4 separate regions of the Mus musculus genome follow, and regions 1, 2 and 3 are each linked to region 4. The links are chromatin contacts, called in public Hi-C, HiChIP or PLAC-seq and promoter capture Hi-C maps. All regions are on one chromosome and are shown on one strand. Each heading gives the region's core, a stretch centred on a gene start, on an enhancer-like site or on the middle of the called end of the contact. The rest is flanking DNA. Distances are from core to core; before and after follow the strand shown. Region 1 holds the start of Dstyk (dual serine/threonine and tyrosine protein kinase). Region 2 overlaps Rab7b (RAB7B, member RAS oncogene family). Region 3 holds the start of Pm20d1 (peptidase M20 domain containing 1). Region 4 holds the start of Mfsd4a (major facilitator superfamily domain containing 4A).

The links. Promoter capture Hi-C pulls out the DNA fragments that hold promoters and counts their contacts. Hi-C and Micro-C count contacts between places; a contact is called where the count stands out from the background. HiChIP or PLAC-seq counts read pairs in DNA pulled down with a chosen protein or histone mark.
Region 1: a contact with region 4 is called in a promoter capture Hi-C map of embryonic stem cells. The contact joins the promoter of Dstyk here to the promoter of Mfsd4a in region 4. A contact is called at or near these places in 1 of 39 promoter capture datasets (embryonic stem cells) and 1 of 484 Hi-C or Micro-C datasets (nephron progenitors).
Region 2: a contact with region 4 is called in a FOXA1 HiChIP or PLAC-seq map of pancreatic cancer cells. The contact joins the enhancer-like site here to the promoter of Mfsd4a in region 4. A contact is called at or near these places in 1 of 39 promoter capture datasets (liver), 4 of 484 Hi-C or Micro-C datasets (the N1E-115 cell line, embryonic stem cells, liver and 1 more) and 1 of 115 datasets of contacts at active chromatin or transcription factors (pancreatic cancer cells).
Region 3: a Hi-C map of bone marrow-derived macrophages shows a contact between it and region 4, with 1.7 times the contacts expected there. The contact joins the promoter of Pm20d1 here to the promoter of Mfsd4a in region 4. A contact is called at or near these places in 1 of 39 promoter capture datasets (liver) and 1 of 484 Hi-C or Micro-C datasets (bone marrow-derived macrophages).

The regions. Positions count from the first base shown.
Region 1 is chr1:132,415,293-132,419,217 of GRCm38.p6, reverse strand. It overlaps Dstyk (dual serine/threonine and tyrosine protein kinase), which reads right to left and starts at 1,765. Exons shown (of 13, transcript NM_172516.4): 1 at 1,348-1,765. The coding sequence starts at 1,612.
Region 2 is chr1:131,712,845-131,716,634 of GRCm38.p6, reverse strand. Rab7b (RAB7B, member RAS oncogene family) reads right to left here. Exons shown (of 6, transcript NM_145509.3): 6 at 1,196-3,790. Among named protein-coding and RNA genes, the nearest start is that of Gm30104, 19 kb to the left of the region's middle. Within about 2 kb of position 1,779, at least 26 of the 459 cell types and tissues checked have an H3K27ac peak or open chromatin away from gene starts, as enhancers often do. A contact at or near this core is called in pancreatic cancer cells and stem cell-derived neural progenitor cells, where this site is marked.
Region 3 is chr1:131,795,595-131,799,079 of GRCm38.p6, reverse strand. Pm20d1 (peptidase M20 domain containing 1) reads right to left here and starts at 1,685. Exons shown (of 13, transcript NM_178079.3): 1 at 1,494-1,685; 2 at 398-484. The coding sequence starts at 1,662.
Region 4 is chr1:132,065,929-132,069,344 of GRCm38.p6, reverse strand. Mfsd4a (major facilitator superfamily domain containing 4A) reads left to right here and starts at 1,283. Exons shown (of 10, transcript NM_001114662.1): 1 at 1,283-1,682. The coding sequence starts at 1,453.

The DNA.
Region 1 (3,925 bases), core at 516-3,015, 350 kb before region 4:
TTTTTTTTAAAATACCTATACTCTGTGTGTGTGTGTGTGTGTGTGTGTGCGAGTGCACACACATGTGTGTATGCACAGTGGCCTATATGTGGAGGTCAGCAGACTACTTTCAAGAGTAGGTTCTCTCCTGGTCAACTCAGGGCATCAGGATTGGCAGCAGGTACATGTACCAGCTAAGCTATCATGCTGACCCAAAACAAGGGCTCTTTAAATTGCTATCCTGGGCAATAGAACAGTACCATTGAGGGCCCTATCAGGACTTACCAGCATGTCTTTAAACACCCCCTTCTGTAGTCTCAGACAACGTTCTTAAACATGCAACAAAGAGTATAGGGTCCAACTCACAAGTTCACCTTAAGTGATAATAAAACACCTGTATCAGATTCCAATATCTTTGACTTGCTAAATTAGACTCTTAGGACCCCCCCACCATGGTTACACAGCCAGAATCCATAAGACACAACCTGAGACATGGCATTTTTAATACACTCCTGAGGTTATTTTAATCTACACTGCAGCTCGAGAATCACTAAAGGCAAACCAAGGACATACCTGCTGTTAGGTTGTGCCCCGTCTACCTACCCACATGGAAAGTCAGTGGCTTCTCTCATCAACTTCCTAAGGAGAAGGTGGTAAAAGTTAAACCCTCTAGTTCCCCACCAATTGCAGTTCAAGGAGGATCAAAGATCTTGCAGTATTTAAAGTGATCTGAGGCCTCTGATACATCCCGAGGGGTTGGAGGAGAGGGGGGAATCAAGTCAAGAAGGGCAAGTTTTTCAAGGGCTCAGGGCCGCCCCACTCCACTCCACTCCCAACAACAACAATAACAACAACAAAAACAACAACAAAACATTTCTTAACTCCTTCACCATAAGTAACATCTCTGACCAATTAATTTCTAACACCCATTAAATATCCTTTTCTTTGGCAACTCCAAATCCTATTTAGAGGACATCTTCGCAGGGCTGCCTCTTGACTGGATTGCAAGCACTTTACACACCCAAACCCCGCGCGCTCACACACTCACATACCAGTGCAGTCCGAAGGCGCCCAGAGACTTCAGAAACACCCAACCTAACACCTAACCGGGGACTCGGTCCCCATACCAAGCACCCCAATTCAAAGCAACTTTCTCACCTCTCCGCTTAGCCTTTTCGAATTCTGCCTCCCGGTCTCGAGCCCTTGCCACCTCTCCCCAGGGTATCCTCCCACCTCATCTAAGATCCCCGAGGCCCAGGCCTCGCGCCGCCCCGCGGCCCTCTCCTACTGGCCGCCTCCTCCTGGAGTTGTTTTGCTGACGGAGATGCCACCCTCCGATTTTCCTCTCTCCATCGGGCCTGTCCTTACCCGCCGGCAGCGGGGCTTCGGCGACGTCGCCGGCAGGGCCAAGCTCGGCCGCTCCGCCGCCCGCGGGGGAGGAGGGACAACTGTGGCTGTGGGAGCACTTGATGTCGCGGAAGAACTTCTGGGTCTCTCGCAGGTTCTGCCGCAGCCGTCCCAGGTAGCGGCGGTAGCGGCTGAAGCCCCGGCACAGCTCGCGGATCATTCCGCCGCCTCCGGGACCCGGGCCCGACACGGACTCGCCGGCCCATGACTGCCCGTCGGCCTCCATCGCTCAGCCAGCTGTCTTCGCGGCTGGCTGAGCCGCTGGCCCGGCCCCCTCCTCCCGCCCCCTAGCGCTCAGAGAAGGCGGAATCCGCCTCCCGACGCCCCTGCCGGCGCTCCGCGCGGCCTCCAGCCTCCGTCACTGCCGCGGCTGAGCAGCCAGAGCGCCTGGCTCCGGCCAGAACCTTACTCCGCTCCCCAGCGGAGCCAGGGACGAGCTCACAGAGGCACCGTCGCTGCGCGGGCTCCTGGGACTTGTAGTCTGGGCTGGGTGGAATGCCACAACGCCCACAGGGAAGCAAGCTAGCGGGTGGACCCTACTGATCCCTGTGCTTACACTCTTCTCGTTTAAAAGGTGTTCTTGCACTGTACACGAATTCCTAAGGAAAGGCAGAACCCGCAGAGTATGAACCCCGGCAGAAATGGGGTACCTCAAATCTAGGAGAAAGAAAGATTTTAATAAGTAGAAGGAAATAAGGCCGAGGACAAAATATGTCTGTGGTTACCCCAAATGGTTACAACAGATAATAGAGAATTGGTTGAAAATACCCGGAGAATAGTGAAAACTCTACTGTTTGTGTTACAGTCTACTTTTTCTTTTCTTTTCTTTCTTTCTTTCTTTCTTTCTTTCTTTTTTTTTTTTCCTGCTCTAGATGTGGAAAGGGGGTAGGGGTGTGAAAGGGTGGGTGAGACCTAAGAGAAAGGACAGTTGATTTCTTGTACAGTCGGCAGGGGTAAGGGGAAGTTGAAGTTAGTAGCCTTCTAAACTGATTATCTTAACAAGGCTTCTGTCAGTGTGCCAGACTTCCATCGACGCAGACTGTCACGGACTCCATGACACACAAGCCACAAACGGGACAGAACTTGACACCAGTCACCTCTTCACCTGATTGAACTTTGAGTAACTTGGGCTCAATGTGAAATGTGAAGGCTTTAACCTGTAACTTGTTGCACTTTTTAAAAGATCACGCATTCAAATGAGCCTGCACTTTAAGGTAGGCTAGCTGCAAAAAAGGAGCCCTGTGTTCCTTCCCATTTACGCCTCCCTTTGCACATTCTGGCCATTTCTCTTCTTTGCAAAGTTGTATTCCCCTTGCTTTCCAAAAGGCTTGGTAAAACAGAAGTGAGAACACAAATGGAAATTAAAAAAAAAAAAAAGGTTGATAGTGTAAGAGCACTATTTAAAAATAGAACATGGGCTGGGTGTGGTGGTGTATGCCTTTAGACTCAGTACTCTGGAAGCAGAGGCGTGAAGGTCTCTGTGAGTTCAAAGCCAGCCTGATCAACAGAGTGTGTTCCAGAATGGACAAGGCTACATACATAGTGAGACCCTGTCTCTATTCTAACAAAGCAATGCAGGATGAGTCATCACAAAGATTTCTAGTTAGGGGATCAGTGGAGAGAAACCTTAGGTTGGAGGAAGAATCTATCTGCATGAGATACACATGGGAAGACACAATTGTAATCCCATCGCTCAGGAGCCCAAGGAAGGGTAATCCCAAGGGTATGGCCACCCTAAGCTACATAACTAGACCTCATTTCGACATCACAAAACTAGTCTTTATTAGTACTTTATATTTTAGAAATAATTGGGAGAAGGCTGGAGAGATGGCTCAATGCTTAAGAACTCTGACTGGGGGCTGGGGAGATGGCTCAGCAGTTAAGAGCACTGACTGCTCTTCCAGAGGTCCTGAGTTCAATTCCCAGCAACCAGATGGTGGCTCACATCCATCTGTAATGGGATCCAATGCCCCCTTCTGGTGTGTCTGAAGAGAGCGACAGTGCCCTCAGATACATTAAATAAATAAACAAATAGTTCTGACTATTCTTCCTGGGTGTCCCAGGTTCAATTCCCATCACCCATATGGTAGCCAAAAACAAGAGACATGATGCCCTTTTCTGGTCTTTGTGGGCACTGCACACATGGTGTACAGACACATAGGCAAAACAGCTATATACAGAATAAAACTAAATCTTAAAAAAAATTAAGTTAGTGTTTGACACAGGAGGATGGTGAGGTTCAAAATCTGCCTGAATTCCATATCAAGTTCCAGGCCAGGCCAGACTTAGCTACAGAGTTACGACCTCTGGGGCAGGAGAAAGGGGAGAGGGGGAGGAGAATGAGGAAGAAGAAGAGGAAGACATGTCAGAAGGTACAAATGGTATGAGGAAGACTAAATCTCCCTTAGTTTTTCTATTCCTGTCTCCTAGTCACCTAGTTCCCTTCAGGGTGCAGCTGCCATTGAAAAAACTACTTGTACTTTAAACATAAGTGAACAGCATACACACACTATGTTACAGCCATACCGACTGTCACACC
Region 2 (3,790 bases), core at 530-3,029, 350 kb after region 4:
GTAATTCACCGAGCACGGCACACTTTTGATAGTTTATCTCAGAGCTGAGCCTCTGAGGCTGGGAACACGTGCTGTTATTGACTGACCCTTAAAAGACTCTGACCCAGGAGAGCCAAGAATGACTGTGGTGCTCTCACCTGGATGGAAGCTTGGCATTTGTGCCACAGCACATGGGCCTGGAGATTTGTGCTTCCCCTCCCCCTAATTAGAATTCAGCCCATCAGCCTTGGCATCAAGGCTAAGTCCTGGTGGGTCCTGATCACACTTCTCTCTACTTCTTTCCCCTCCTCTCTCTCTCCCTCTCTTCTACCAATTGTCATTTCCCTTCCTTTTAATTGTTGGTTGAGTAATACATTTAAAGACCTGGGAGTTCAAAATGAAGGCCTATACCTTGGAAAGACTTGATCCTGCCTGCCCAGACTTTCCCATGAAAGGTAACCCACATTTACTAATTTCTCACTTATCCTCCTAAATTCTCCTTATGTAGAAGTTGTTATGCAAACTTTCTATGGTAGACTACATAAGGTATTATATACATGATTTTGCTGCTGAATTCCAGTACACCCTGGATTAAGAACAACTGTGTTCTTAAACGGCTGGAGAGATGGCTCAGCGGTTAAGAGCACGGACTGCTCTTCCAGAGGTCTGAGTTTAGTTCCCAACAACCACATGGTGGTTCACAACCATCTGTAATGGGATCTGACGCCCTCTTCTGGTGTGTCTGAAGATAGTGACAGTGTGCTCATATACATTGAAAAAAAAATCTTAAAAAAAAAAAAAGAATAGCTGTGTGCAGGGCTGTGACTACATAAGATCAGGCCAGCTAAAATCCCAGCAAGGATTGGGGTGGGGGTGGGACTCATGAAATCCCATCACTAGCTGAAGGGCTATTGGCAGTCAGCTGAGTGGAGGGGTGGAGTTAGTTTTCTCCAGGGATGCAGCTACTAAGAGGGAGGTTGCCCGTGCTCCAGTAGATGCATCTACACCTATACATATGCAGGCAGCCCTAGATGGACTCCAAGGAGGCTAAAGGGAGAACACATTAAGTTGTGAGGGAAATGTGGGGGTGGGACATGGGGGAGGTGTGGAAAGGGAGGGAATGGGGTCAGGTTTCATCAAAGCACATTTTATAAGTACATGAAATTCTCAAAAGAATGGAAATGGTGAAAAAAAAAAGTGATGAGGTTTTGGTCTTAGTAAAATCCATTTATGTATTTATTTAAAGAATAGATGGGCAGTAGTCCACTAAAACTCATCCATCCCCTACTGTCCGCCAGTCTGTAAAGCTGAGTGCGGTGAATCAAAACACGCCCACCCTAGCAACTGGGAGCCTGAGGCCGAAGAATACCAAGTTCAAGGCTGCGCATCAATAACTACAACAAAAGACAAACCTATCAGCCCCCTCCCCATAAAAAACAACAAAAAGCACCCCTTCTCTCAAAACAAAAACTAGAGCAGGCCCTGTCTTCATGGAGAGGAAGCATAGCGAACAGTAGTGGGCGCTACTCATCCCAGAGCTACCTGTGTCTAACCAACAGCTCCCCAGCACTGCTCTGGAGCAGGGGGAGGGAGACGAGGGTAAGTGAAAGCCACAGAAGTCCTCATCTGTGGCTCTCCTGTCCCAGTCGAGCTGCTGCTGTTGGTCACTGTGATGTGCACAGAGAGAGTGCACACAAGGCTGCTCTTGGGTGCCAGAGGCCGGTGTGGGACTGCAAGCAGAGCCTGAGAAGCTGTCTGTGGCCGAGGGATAGACAGCCCAACCACCAGGCAGCAGTAGAAAAGCTCTGTTATGTGGGAGCAAACGGCAGCAGAAATGGGCATTTTCCCAAGTCCCTGAGGGCAGGGCCTAACGTCCAAGCCTGCTTTGTTTGGTGATAAGATTTGGCTTTGTTCTTTTCCCGAGCCCCAAGGATACATGCTGCGGGGAGTCCTGATCTGAGTTCTCCGTTGACCAGCAGCCAAGGGTGCTCCACTTGAGCGAGGCTGTGGTGAGCCCGATCAATAGAATCCTGTTGACTGGGGTCTTTTTCTTGAAGGGATGACTATGAAGAGGGCCTGGGATATGTTGCCACCGCGCCCAACTTAGATGTCGCTGTGGTGGGGTGAAGTTCCTGTGCCTGCTGGCATGGATGCTAAGGGCCAGTCTCCAACTCAGGGTGACTCATGGTTGGGCTACAGTGGCTCGCAGGGACCCTTACTGTGGGTCTGGTTGTCAGCTCAGCTCACTCTGCCCTGGGGATTGGTCAGCACATCTCCCAGTTGTAATAGGATATCTGTGAGTCTCCAGGCCCACAGGTCCCTGCTTCCATTTGGAATATTTAGTCTGTGCTATGACTCTAAAGAGGACACAGAATCTATGTCATGTGCTTTAAGGCTGTGGCAGAGCCTTCCCTTCAGGCTACAGTGTGTCCAGCAGGGTCGGGCCAGAGCTCTGTTGTTTGAGCTGAAAGCTCACTGCTTTCTCAGGACCACGTCACGGGGAGGTGAGTCCTCAGGAGGGTTCACCTCCAATGTCGGATGCTGTTATTGCTGTCTTGAAGTCTTAATTTTTGAACAATCTCACTTTTTTACGGGGCCCTGGAAATGAAATGATGTGGCTTTTACTGCCTACACTTTAACATCGTTGACATGCCAATTATGCTGACATAGATTTTTTTTTTTAAAAAATTAAAAAGCAAACACCATAGTCTCTTCTCGTCCAAAGAAACTCCTGGACATCCCCCTCCCCCATAGATATCTAAAGTTACATAGTACTAATCCCGCCCCCAGGTGCTATGTTTCCTCCTAGTCACACAAGCGTATGACAGAGTATAATGAATAAATTAGGTACAGCAAGAGATGGACAATAATTGACAATAAATTAAATGACCATGAGTCTGTACAAGTAATAAAAGGCTATAAATGCATATTCTAAAGATACTGTACTGTTCCCGACCTTATCCTCATGTGACAACATGAGATGATGGCGTATCTCAGTGATGAGATAGTGACATGGGTATTGTGGCGTAACTTTGGTTACTATTAATAGAGGCATTTGGAATGATGGCAGTTGATACATCTGAGACAGCTACAAAGTAACTGCTGGATTAGATGCACAGAATAGAGCAAAGGCAACTGACCTGGGTAGGATGGCGCAGCGGTTCACCACACTCCTTCAAATGACACGTGCATTGAAAGTTGTAAGTTATTTATTTCTGGGATTTGCTATTTAATATTTTTGGTCCACAGTTGACCATGGGTAACTGAGACTGGTATCACTGACCAAGAGGGACTATTGTCCCATAAAGGATATAAACAATGGAAACACATACTATTTGCTGCGTACCCTTAGATATGGTCCTTATGTTCATCGTGCTGCCGAATGCACACCTCCCCACACACATCCCTCCACAGTCTGACTTCAGGAGAGCCACACCAATGTGTGACGGGGGCACAGTGTTCATCTCTGAAGGATGCAGGGCTCATTGTTCCTGTGACTGCTGTCCTTAGTAAGTTGCTTTATACCTCAGAGCTAGGCGGGTGCAGACAGAGCCCCCAGACCCCCAGTTATTACCCCCTGACTGGCTTCCTAGAGATTGACACCTCGGATCTGCTTGGAACTCAGGAAAGAAGACTTCTGTGGAGACAGGAATGTCTGTGGAAGGCATGAGGTATGAACCTGACCATTGAAGACCCTGAAAGTTCGTTCTGTCCACCTCCTTCAGAATGAGCCACCCTATCTGTGCAGTGTGAAGACAGAAGGAAAAAAAAATAGGTTCTAGCTTTGAAATGAACAGGACACAGAATCCAC
Region 3 (3,485 bases), core at 436-2,935, 270 kb after region 4:
GTGCCTGCATGCCACATGTATGTGTATGGTAACAGGGGTGGAAGTGCTGGAACAGAGTTCTAGACATTTGCACAAGAGAGTGAATCCCTTGTGTTACCTGTTAATGGTAGAGTTCGTTAATTGATACATATTTAGGGAAAATGTAGGCGCGTCAAACCCCAAACCCACAGTTAGTTCCCAGTTTTAGTTCTTCAAAAGCTAACCTATAGTTCTCACTTTATACTCCACTGTGGAATATTTGGATTCACCCCTTTATATATCCTATGTACAAAGTAAAAGGCAACCCCAGAGCAGGTGACTGTCTTCTATTAATGGCAAAATATATTTCCTTATTGCCCATCAAGGACAAAGTCTCCAGTGTATGTCTGCCACCCTTAGCCCTTAGTTTGTAGCTGACCTTTGCGGATATATTCTCCAAACTCAGCAAGGGCTGTGGTGTTGGATTCCTCGTGGCTGAAAGACACTGTGGGAATCTGGATGGCACCTGTTGGGATTCAGTGGTCAGAGACAGACGATTAAGGTTGATAGAGGTTGAGTGTTTCTGATAAAAGTCTGAAACCATAGCTGAATGTGGTGGTGCACAGCTGTAATCCCAGAACTTTGGAGGAGGGAGGGAGGGAGACAGGGAGAAGAAGATGAAGAAGATGAAGAAAAGCGGAGGAGGAGGAAGAGGCGGCGGAGGAGGAGGAGGAAAAAAAAAGAAGAAAAAGAAGTAGTAGAAGAAAGAACAAGAAGGAAAGAAAGAGAAAGAGAAGAAGAAAAATAGACAGATGATGGCAACCAACCAGCTTGCAGAGGACTATTTGCCCAATGCTCTGGGAAAACTATTCCCAGGCATCTCACTTCACTATGTGCACAATCCATCTTCCACTAAGGGTTAGCATTTGATCACTGTGTTGACTTGCATATGTTTGTGTAGGCAGTTTTTTTTTTTAATGAATCCACTACTTAATGAACAGAAAAGAGAAGTTGACAAGGCGTCCGTCCCACCAGCCTGCACAAATGCTCTTTTCTCCTGAAAGTCCAATGAGTTAGTTGCCTTGTTAAGTCCGTTTTAGGGGAGAACTACTTACATATTACATACACCCCAGGAATAATTCATTCTCTTCAGAGCCAGCGAGTCCTACTGACTCTACAATGTTATCCAGAGCTTTGTCCTTGAGGGAGTCCTGGGGAAGATCATTTAACGAAGCCAAACAGTTTTGTTTTAAGGCACCGCAGAGATTGAAAAGGTTAAAAGATTTAGAGTTGAAAGTGCTACAAATACTTTTTGGAGGCAGACAGGGGTAGGGTGGATGCCAACAGTGCTGAGAGGAGAGAAGCTGGAGCCTCTAGGCTAGGCAAGGGATTACCGACGCAAGTGCTAGACCAGTGCACAGTGTCCCGAAAGCTTGCAGAACGCTGGCTGGGCCCGCCCGCGTCCCTCAGCAGAGGGAGGTAGGCCCTCTGGGACTGAGGGACTCAGATCTGAGAACAAGGGGGCGGAGGTTCACCTTTCAGCGCCTCTTTTATAGCGACACGCTCCTCCTCGCTGAACTGGGAAGGGATCCGGGACGCCCCCCGATTTTCCCTGCTTCTAGGGCCAGTGGATCCGGAGACCGTAGCGAAAAAGAGAAGGAGCACAGCTGCCCAGGCGGGCAAGCTAGCAAGTAGCTCAGCCATGTCTCTCCCCAAAAGCCACCAGTCGGGCTAGAGTTTGGACCTAATAGCCTAAAGCATGACTCGCTGCTGACCAATCATTGATTGACCTGGACAGCAACCAACCAATCAATCGAGCGACCCGCCCTTGAGTTGCTGCCCTCTAGACAAGGGTCAGGACTAGCCTGCTCTTGTTCTGGCATTTACTACATGAGAGCAAAGGTGTGTGTGTGTGTGTGTGTGTGTGTGTGTGTGTGTGTGTTATAGCTTTAATTTCATCATAAACTGCAACAGTGTGTCTGTTGATAGGTAGTGCTTTGACAAACCAGCCCCGACGAGTTTGCTCCTGTTTTGAACCTTTTCTTAGCATGCCAAGATGTGACCTTGTGTCCTTGGGAAAATGAATAGAAATATGTAGCAGTGGTGGTGGTGGGGGAACTGGAGGTAGCCATTAGAAAGTCCCAGACACCAGGGAAGCGAGAGGTTCCCAGGACCCAATGGATATGACATTAGCCGAAATATCCAACAAAAGGGAGATAGAACCTGTAGAGAACACCTCCAGTAGATAGGCGTGGCCCCCAATTGAGGGTTGGGGCCACTCACCCATCTCAAAAATTTTAATCCAGAATTGTTCCTGTCTAAAGGAAATACAGGGACAAAAAACGGAGCAGAGACTGAAGGAAAGGCCATCCAGAGACTGCCCTACCTAGGGATCCATCCCATCTGCAGACACTAAACTGGATACTATTGCTGATGCCAAGAAGCGCTTGCTGACAGGAACCTGGTATAGCTGTCCCCTGAGAGGTTCTGCTAATGCCTGACTAATAATACAGATGCAGATACTCAAAGTCAACCATTGGACTGAGCACAGGGGTCCCAGTAGAAGAGTTAGGGGAAGGACTGAAAGAGCTGAAGGGGATCGCAACCCTATAGGAAGAACAACAGTATCAACTAACTGGACCCCACCCCCCTTAGCTCCCAGAGACTAAACCACCAACTAAAGAGCCATGGAGGGGTCCAGAGGTCCCATGTAGCAGAGGATGACCTTGTCTGGCATCAATGGGAGGGGAGACCAGGCAAGGGGAGGGGCAACATTTGAAATTTGAAAATGTAAATAAATAAGATAACCAATTAAAAAAAAAGAACTAATCCAGTGCTACAGGTCCCTTCCCCAAAGCTTTGAGGGTTAAGCCTGCCTGCCCTGGGGGTTTTCCTTTTAAAGTCCAACAAACTGTCCCCCAGTTTCTGTTAGAGTGTATTCTTTGTCCTCAAGCTTCCATTTGTGATGGTTCTCAAATTCTTTTATTAACGACACCAAGAACCCCAAGAGGGGCTCTGATTTTTCGGGTGTAATATGATGGTCCTACTAGAACTCTGAAAATAGATCTTCCTTTTAATTCTTTAATTGACAGAGAAAACGAAACACAGTACTGTCCCTCTAGACAGGTTTCATTAGTACACTTTATTCATGTATATATTTTGATTAAATTTATTCCTAAGCTGTTCTTCTCGCTCTCTCTCTCTCTCTCTCTCTCTCTCTCTCTCACACACACACACACACACACACATCCACTGATAACCTCTTATCCCAACTAGTCTTTGTCTGGTGTGTGTGTGTGCACATGCGTGTGCACGCTCTCGTGTGTGCATGTATGTGTTCTAGTGAGTTTAGTAAGGGCTACATCCAAATGTGGCAGGCGTGCATTCTGCAATAATCCTGCCCATGCACCTCCCACCCACATGTGATCAAGCACATTGGGTGCAGTTGGGCCAAACTAACCAGTTTAGGGGAGTGAGAACATGGACACTAGCCTCCAGCATTTTCAGAAGCATCTCTCCCGGGGCAA
Region 4 (3,416 bases), core at 34-2,533:
CATACATAAAATAGACAAATCTAAAAACGATGTTTTAAGAAATGAAAAGTAAACGGCAAGCAAGTCTCCATCAACAGAAGAAAGCTATCAAGCTACCTACCACAGGGATAATTGGGAGGAGATAAGGGTCTGAGCCCCAGGTCACCCTTCCCATCTCTGAGCTGCTGTTCCTCTAGAACTTCACAGCAGTGGCTAATGATTATATTTTTTTCAGGTGATAACTTTGTACCTTATTTCATGTACTATAAATCCCACCTTTACTGCCATTAAATTAGTCTATGCCATCACCCATGGAGTAAATGAGCCAGAGGGACTCTTAAACTGGAGCCTTCCTCTGATGCACAGTCCAGGACAGGTATGGGGTAGCACTCTGAGGTAGTGTCCCTGCTCAGGAAATTGATTATCTCCACTTCACGCCAAGGTATCATGGGGTCACCCAGCCAAACACTTCTGTGGGCACGATGTCACAACCTCCAGCACTATTAAGACACTTGGCAAAGGAGACACTGAAGGTCCTTAACTGCTGTGCTCCTAGGTTCTGGTGTGGGCACCGGATCCTAACTCCCTCAGGAGCAGGACCATACACCACTGTCCAGGGCTGTGGGGGTGTCGGGTCGGTATCAGGGTCTTGGAGTGTAAACAACCCCTCCACCCTGTCAAGGCATTTTCAAGTGGGAAGAGAACTCTGCCTGGAGGATCATCTCAGAATTCCTCTGCGAGTCCTGGGGTTCCTGCCCTCCCTCACTGCATTGGGAAGGAGAAATAGAACCCTAAACAGAGCTTGGCCTTACTGCCTTCCTCACCTGTGATGGAACAGGTGCAGGGTGATACCCCCGCACCCCAAAGCATAGAATGGAGAAGACCTAAATTTCTAGGACTGGGGATACTTGCCTAGCATGTTATAGGCCTTGGGGTCAATCCCAGCACCTAAAAGCAGTAAAACGAATGTCCAAGTTTCTGGGAGTGTTTGGTGTTTTTGCTTTTGTTTTTCCAAATGACAGTGTACCGGACCCCTTGAGGTTCCAAATGAAAGCCACAAGAAAGTCATGTACAGATAGGACTGCTTTTAGAGAGTAGGGCATGGGAGGTAGAGAGCCGCGCTGGCAGACCCTCGAAGTCCAACGGCAGCACCCCAAGACCAAGTGATGTGGATTCAGATCGCCAGGCTGAAAGGCTGCGCGGTGTAGGGCGCGAGGAGCCTTTAGCACTAGCTGGCGGGTCGCGCTCCCGGGTGAATTAACCAACGTGGGGCCCCCAGGAACGTGAAGCGAGGCGGGGCGGTCCCGGCGGCGGGACACGTGCGTCCGCGACGCCCCGGACCTCCAGGCGTCCCCGCGCTGGCCGAGGGCGGGGCAGCCGCGCGGCGCTCCCCTCCTCTCCTCTCCTCCCCGCCCGGCCTCCGGTTGGCCGCGGCACTCGGCCCTGGGCTCGCTGCGAGCTGCCGGCCGAGCCATGGGCTGCGACGGCCGGGTGTCTGAGCTGCTCCGCCGCAACCTACAGCCCACGCTCACCTACTGGAGCGTCTTCTTCAGCTTCGGCCTGTGCATCGCCTTCCTGGGGCCCACGCTTCTGGACCTGCGCTGCCAGACGCACAGCTCGTTGCCCCAGATCTCCTGGGTCTTCTTCTCGCAGCAGCTCTGCCTCCTGCTGGGCAGCGCCCTCGGGGGTGTCTTCAAGAGGACGTGAGTGTCGCGCCCCGCACGCCCCTCCACATCCCCGCAGCTGTGACCACCTGCCCAGCTGGGCTGGATCTTAGCCCAGGGGCTGCCTCCCTCCCCCACTACAAGCTCTCCCGGAAAACTCTCTCGGGACTGAAGGTGACATCTGGGCTATGTATTTGTCTCACTCGTCCCGAGAGAGCTCAGAACCCTTTCGCCCTCGCTCACCGAGCCCACCAGCCAAAGAGTGATGGAATGTACAGAGATGCGTAAGACCCTTATTGCTCTGTTCCTCTGAGATTTTGTAGCCTCGGCGCCGGAGGTGGAATTGGCACTGAGGGGAAGACAGTTGGCGGTGCCAGCTCAGGGGACAGTTCTCAGTGACAGGGCTGGCCTGTGGTTTGACTAGGAACCCACTGGTGATTCCACTCATAATAGGTCCACATCAATTGATACAGCTGATCCCTTTACCAAGATGGTGAGGCTCCTGGGATCTCCTAAGGGAGACAGGACTCGGCTGCAGCATTTGCCTGCGGAGGCTGAGCCCTTGGGCCAGGTAGAGAAGTGTAGAGCCTCTCATCCATCCTCTATCTCTAGTACCCAGAATACCCCTAATGTATCCCTCCACCTTGTTACTTCTCCCTGGCTTCTGTCAGGACAGAGCTCTGGTCTATCCCTGGCACTCAGAATATTACCCTTTTGGGTGCCGTGCAGAGCCCCATTTTTCTGGTGTAGGAACCCCTCTGAAGATATTTCTAGAAAGTCAGCAGCCTTCAGTCTCTGTACAGCCAGGAATAGACCTAGAACTGAGACCTAGAGCTGAGGAATGAATGGTTTGCACACCAGAGGCTGCTGTGTGGTCTTCCTTGTTCTACTTCCTAAAGGAGCAATTATCTGGACTGCAAAACCACAATTGGGAGGTCTGTTACAAAACTAGATAGATAGATAGATAGATAGATAGATAGATAGATAGATAGATAGAATAAAAGATCTTGTGCAGAGGCCATTCTAGGCCAAAGGGTGTGCAGCTGTGGGACGATGCAACACAGGTGTCAGTATAAAATGGACCCCAGTCTAAGCAATCCAGAGCCTGCTGCACCTCAGCAATTGGAGAGTGACTATTTTCATTTCCCCTACATCCTTTTGCAAATGCAAGAATTCTCAGACGAAAGTCTCCTTGTGCCTATTAGCACTTTGTGGGTCTGGGATAGAATCGGATATATAGGAATTCTGAAAATATGTTCAGCTAGAAAATTCATGAAAAGGAGGAGGGGGTATCTCTGAATGTCAGAGGAGGGGCCCTGTTGTTGTTTGGAAGTGCTGGGAGGGGGTCCGTTGTTGTTGTTTGTTGTTGTTGTTGTTCAGGGATGCTGGGAATGGAACCCAGGTAAACTCCCTGGTGCTGGACCACACTCCCGACCCTCACAGATAGGCTGGGTTATGCTCACTTTCCTAGAATATTTTAGGAACATATGTAGCTCAAACAGGAAGGCGAATGAGGATCATTCTAAGGGATGGGTTGGCAAGCCCACTTTTCTGAAATGGGAAGCAATATACCCCTAACTGGGCCATCTCTCCCTGGCTTTGGTCCTCCCTCTAGATTTCTTATCCACCAAAGCTCTGAACAGGCAACAGAGAGGGAACCCTGCAGCAGGAAACCGCAACGTCAACAATAGTAACTAACCATTGTGCAAAATGTCTTATATCAACCCATTTGGTTGTCATCACAGCCCTGCAAAGTAATGTTGTTATCTCCGT